Linked DNA regions of Arabidopsis thaliana: region 2 is linked to region 1. Evidence: chromatin contacts called from public capture Hi-C data. All regions are on one chromosome and are shown on one strand. The core of a region is the stretch at or near the end of the contact, and the rest is flanking DNA. Distances in the headings are between cores, read along the strand shown.

Region 1 (2,700 bases), core at 10-2,509:
GTCCCACTCATCTTCTATGCAGTCAGACAAAAAGACGGTTGACTGAATCTCAATTGAAAGCATAAACAAAATTTCAAGCATTCAAAAGCCACAAGGTTATAAATACCTTAGCAATTTGTCGAAACGTATCGAAAACCTTGACAACAGTCAATGGTTCGGGCTTGAACATCATAGTCTGAGTCGAACGGCTTCCTTTTGCTACAAGTCCCAAGTCTCCCAGTTCCTATAAATCAAGTTCAATTTCAGAACTGCTAATTTTCTTATTCAAAAACCTTATAGCAATTCCACACCAGACAAGCTCATTGAATTACAAGGCAACAAAAGTTTTAAAAAGTCAACATACCGTATTCTGCTTCTTAACATGATCCTCAGTTCTACCAAAAGCCTCAGAGATAGCCTTGATAATTGTACTCTCACCAATTCCCAATTCTACACCTTCATGAGCCGGGGCAATCTCATTCGCCGAAAGATAAACAGTAGCGACCAAATCCTCAGGAGTAGTGGCAATAACAGTTCTCAACATGTTACACAGAATATCAGTAATCACAATCCGGCCACTTTCATTTGAGATCAGATCAAAAGCCAATGCGACAAACAGAAACGGAACTCTCTCCCCTTTCTCCCAGCAAGACATTTTTTCAGGATCGAAATCATTCGGCTTCTTCTTCAGCAATCCAATTTTGCTCTTCATTTCGTCTGTCTTGCTCAAAGTCTTAGCCTTTTTCGCTCCCGTCTTTGAATCCTCCGCAATTGACGATGTATCCGATCTGGGATTTGCAGAATCAGAAACAGGCTCCAGCAGATCCTCCGTTTTTGGAAGTGTACCTTCGGAAACAATAGTTTTGCCCAAATTAGCATCTTGGGTTTCTCCAATTTTCCTTTTGTTCGGCGAGCGAGACAAATTAGTTGTCTGGGGAGTCTTCTTCTTGGCGGCTGCACGAGCATTGGACATGAGAGCATCAAATGCAGAAGGGCGGGAAGAAGACATGGCTCTATGGCACGAGCTAAGACGCAAGTGGGAAATTTGGCGGCTAAAAGAGATTAACACGGAGGAGAATTGAGAGATTTGGGTTTTAGTACAGAGAGAAGGTATGCATCGGAGGTAATTCGACGATCGAATCGCTAACATCAGTCGATTTTGAAATTAGGGTTTTAGAAAGGACAGGTGTTGCAAGTTTGCAACCTTGAAGAAAGGTGATAATATATTGGCGGCAGAATTTCTCACCCGCCACTCTCTCCTTTATGTTGGGCCAAATTAGGACCACCTGAAGAAGCGGGCTAAGATATCTTAAGATGGTTCGGATTTGCCGAAAGAATACGATTTTTTATCCAGAGTTTCTACCTGTAATTACTAATTAGGGTTAGTCCAAATCTTTAATAGATCCCAATGATCAAATTTTATTTTTTTGAAAACTTCAAATTTGGACAAAATTGTGATGATTATTTCAAAGGTTATTGTAAATATAATATTTTATAAATTACATCAAATGCTATCACTAATGGATACTCATACACTAAACTGTGCCCTAGTTTTAAATTTTTGTTATTGGGCCTTTTTATTTTATGTGGGTCTATGATATGGAAAAAATATCGTTATAGCCCAATAGACAGTATAATGTCAGCCCAAACGTGACGCGTATGGTTATCGAACTGTGAAATCTAAGTATCTTACTCATTCGCACAATGAGCGCGTAGACGCCACCTATCCGAAATCCATGCGAAATTGCTGTTTTCCGTAAAATTAAAAAATTAAGCGCGTGAAGGGCTGTTTACGAGTTCCTCAACTTTTAATCTTTATCTTGTTTAATTGGCCAATTAGGATACAAATCTTAGTGTAGAATTAAAATAAAACACATATTTCAATAATTTAGTGGTTGCACATGCACCCTGTATTTCTTCACTAAATCCGCCTGTTAATTTGTGGGATCGATGATTTACCTTCTCATCACCTAGTATATGTATTTCTCCCCTATACATGAATGATGAACATGTGTTTTGTAGTCCTTACAACACAAAAAAATCTATTGTGTGCTTCCTATAAGATCCGTTACACTTTGTTTGTAAAGGATCTTAATTTCAATAAGGAAAATAAACCAAGATTGAAGCTAACTCAATTTCAGGATAAATGCTTCTCACTCTTGTTGTTGGACGACTAACACGGAGGCTCTAGAAGGAAAATATTCAGATGCTAACAAATCTCCAATGACTCCAAGTTCTTCGAATTCCATCCAATCCCCGAGTCCTCTGGTGACTGTAGTACCAACCCCACTTCTTCGACCGACTATGAATAGATCATAGTCGTAAGACACGGAGTGCAAAATTTTGGATGTCTCTGTGCCATCTCCCACCGTCCAGTCAATGATGGTTGACTTATCTCCAGGCCTTTGGTCTTCATGACGGTTCATGTCTACCATTTGGCTATGAATCCTCAAGCTACTCTCATCGGCATAAGACGTAGGGATCAGACGCAAGACCGTTAGAATCACTTGTTGGTTACCTCTCATGTGGTCAGCTAATGCCAGGGCCTCTTTGTCGTCATTCCCACCCACGTAAATCAAGCACACCTGCATTTAATGTATGAAAATAAAAAATATTCAACATCATTTAGAATAAACAAAAAAAAACAAAAAAAAAAGAATGTAGTTACTTACACGGCACGGAGATTCTAGGGCTTTGGTTTGCCAAATTGGTTTGCGATAA
Region 2 (2,700 bases), core at 173-2,672, 60 kb after region 1:
AGAAAGAGTCTGTTGAAGTACATTAAAGTAAAAGAGTGTGCTGCTGAAGCCGAATTTCTTGATCCTGGGCCATCCTTCATCTTACCTAATGTAGCTTGCAGGTATTATTTGACCAAAACAAATGCTCGTGATTTAAATAAGCATTCTTGTGATTGGCTACGTCTAGTAATAGAGAAATTGTTTTCCGAAATCGAGTTGTCTTTTGGCCACAAACATAAATCCCTGCGAATCCCCTCCTTTAGAGACATCCTGGTTCACCCTTGTGGTGATCATCACATCAAATCTACACAGCAATATCAAACTTGCAACACTAAAGAAAAGAAAACTTAGACCCCTAAATCCTAGACAATAAATACTTGACTTTTTTGCAGTAGTAAGCAGTAAGACAGCTGGAAATGTATACACTGAGTTTTGATTGTACTGTTTTTCTTGTTGCAGCAACTGTGATGCCTACAGAGACCTAGATATATGCAGAGACCCAGCACTGTTAACAGAGAAAGAATGGTCATGTGCGGATACACAATGTGGGAAGATATATGACAGAGAGCAGATGGAGAGTAGCCTTCTAGAGATGGTGAGACAGAGAGAAAGAATGTACCATATGCAGGATGTAGTGTGCATTAGGTGCAATCAGGTGAAAGCGGCTCATTTGACAGAGCAGTGTGAGTGTTCTGGTTCCTTTAGATGCAAGGAGAGTGGGTCAGAGTTCAGCAAGAGGATGGAGATATTCATGGATATAGCAAAGCGCCAGAAGTTTAGACTGTTAGAAGAATACATCTCTTGGATCATATATGGCCCTAGCTATTAACAAAACAATAGAGAAAGACATCGTTTATAGGTTAATTGATTTGTGCATAGGTTTACAACCTTTTTCAAGCTCTCAAATATTTACCGGTGAAGAACTGTGGAAAATTCACAGGCAAAATCACAGCTTCCTTTAAAGCTTGTTTGGCACTTTCAAGCCCAGCAACAACTGTCCACTTAACGTTAGGCTTTTCCCTTATAATAGCAGAGTTTAACCCAGCTCGAAGCTTTGATTCTTCTCCATCTCCTCCGTCTTTGGGCTTAGTCTTAGGCTTCGTAGCAACCGCTGCGTCGCCATTCGATCCTTTCCCCGATCCAACTTCAACTAATACCGCACGAATTTCCTCAGCACGACGGAGATACTCGTAGAACTTGTCGGTGATGGCATCTCTGATCCTAGGGTTCTTCTCATATTTGAGATAGATTTTGAAGTATTCAAGCGCGTTCATGTACAAAGGAAAAGCTTTGTTGTAGTTACCAGCATTGTCCTCTTTACCGCTTGTCTAACGTACTCGATCGCTTGTTCTTTGAAATTACTGTACATATTTTTTTTAGGGTTTATAGAAATAAATTCCTTCAATCATAAAATTGAATAATTTATCGAAAAAAATCAGATGATTAAAGAAACCCTAGGAGAAGCGTGGTTGATCCATGATCAGAAATTTAAGGGAAAGCAGAGAGTTTTGAAGTCGGTGAGGCTAACAGAGAGAAAGGAAAATTTTGATTTTTTTTTGACGTTTGAAAATAGAAACAACAGAGTGTTTGTGTGTAGAACACAAAGACGTCCAGGCGTCTGAGTTTCTAACTGTTTTGATGAATGACAAGGAGAATACTCGCTGGTTTTAATACCGGACCAAAAATGGGTTTAAAAGGTTCATTTAATGGGCTTAAATTTTGTGTGTCCAACGACTCCAATAGGGTTAGGCAAAAGACGCAGACATAGAACCTAATTGACAAGTCTCTCTACGTACGGCTAGAGAGAGTAATACCCGAACCAGATAATGGTTTCCCAAAATAACCTCTTTGTATATGATTTATGAACCCACTCTTTCTTCTTTAATCTTTCTTTCTATAGCGCAATTAAGATCATGGCTTGCACCTCCAGAAAAAGAAAGAGAGAGAGAGAAGTAAAGAATGATTAGTTTATTGAATTGGATCTTTCGTCTTTCTTCAGATCTCCTCCATTTAAGGACCTCCCCATATCTCTCTCACTCACCACCTTCCTTTAACTTCATTTGAAAACTTTCTTTCCCTAACCAAGAAACCAACAATGTCAATGTCGTCTCCTTCTTTTTGACTTCAATTTTACATTTTTTTATGTTTTAACTTCCTTGCTAATTTAGAATCATGAGTTTTCTAAAGCTCCTGTGAAGATTTTGAATACAGATTTCTCAAAGTTCTCTCCTTTACCATTAGACCCGTTAATGGATCCGACTTCAAAATCCGACCCGCGCCGTCAATTATTGGGGGTTTAAAAGCTTCCGACTTTCTTTCTTTCTCATCTATCACGGCGGCGTCGATGAAACGATCCGTTAGACCTCTCTTCAGTGCTCTTCTCTTCGCCTTCTTCGCCGCTACACTCATCTGCAGAGTGGCGATTCGTCGGAGCAGCTTCTCCTTCGCTTCCGCCATCGCTGAGCTTGGTTCCTCCGGTCTCATGACTGAAGATATTGTATTCAACGAGACATTGCTCGAGTTCGCCGCCATTGATCCCGGAGAACCTAACTTCAAACAGGAAGTCGATTTGATTTCCGATTACGACCACACTCGGAGAAGCCACCGTCGACATTTCAGCTCCATGTCAATAAGACCAAGCGAGCAACAACGCCGTGTGAGTAGAGACATTGCTTCCTCCTCCAAGTTTCCGGTAACGCTTCGTTCTTCTCAGGCTTATCG

The links. Capture Hi-C pulls out chosen DNA fragments and counts their contacts.
Region 2: a contact with region 1 is called in a capture Hi-C map of seedling, with 1.8 times the contacts expected there. The contact joins the promoter of AT1G08270 here to the promoter of LIG1 in region 1. A contact is called at or near these places in 3 of 26 Hi-C or Micro-C datasets (callus and root) and 1 of 3 other capture datasets (seedling).

The regions. Positions count from the first base shown.
Region 1 is chr1:2,546,687-2,549,386 of TAIR10.1, forward strand. It overlaps LIG1 (DNA ligase 1), which reads right to left and starts at 1,260. Exons shown (of 17, transcript NM_100689.5): 1 at 344-1,260; 2 at 107-223. The coding sequence starts at 1,129. CHX6B (cation/H+ exchanger 6B) reads right to left here. Exons shown (of 4, transcript NM_179279.3): 3 at 2,652-2,700; 4 at 1,810-2,564. The coding sequence ends at 2,133.
Region 2 is chr1:2,606,085-2,608,784 of TAIR10.1, forward strand. AT1G08270 (vacuolar protein sorting-associated protein) reads right to left here and starts at 1,423. Exons shown (of 3, transcript NM_202063.1): 1 at 893-1,423; 2 at 599-801; 3 at 185-484. The coding sequence starts at 1,253. The coding sequence ends at 764. TIL1 (DNA polymerase epsilon catalytic subunit) reads left to right here. Exons shown (of 49, transcript NM_100699.6): 48 at 1-101; 49 at 439-808. The coding sequence ends at 808. It overlaps AT1G08280 (Glycosyltransferase family 29 (sialyltransferase) family protein), which reads left to right and starts at 1,793. Exons shown (of 1, transcript NM_100701.3): 1 at 1,793-2,700. The coding sequence starts at 2,324.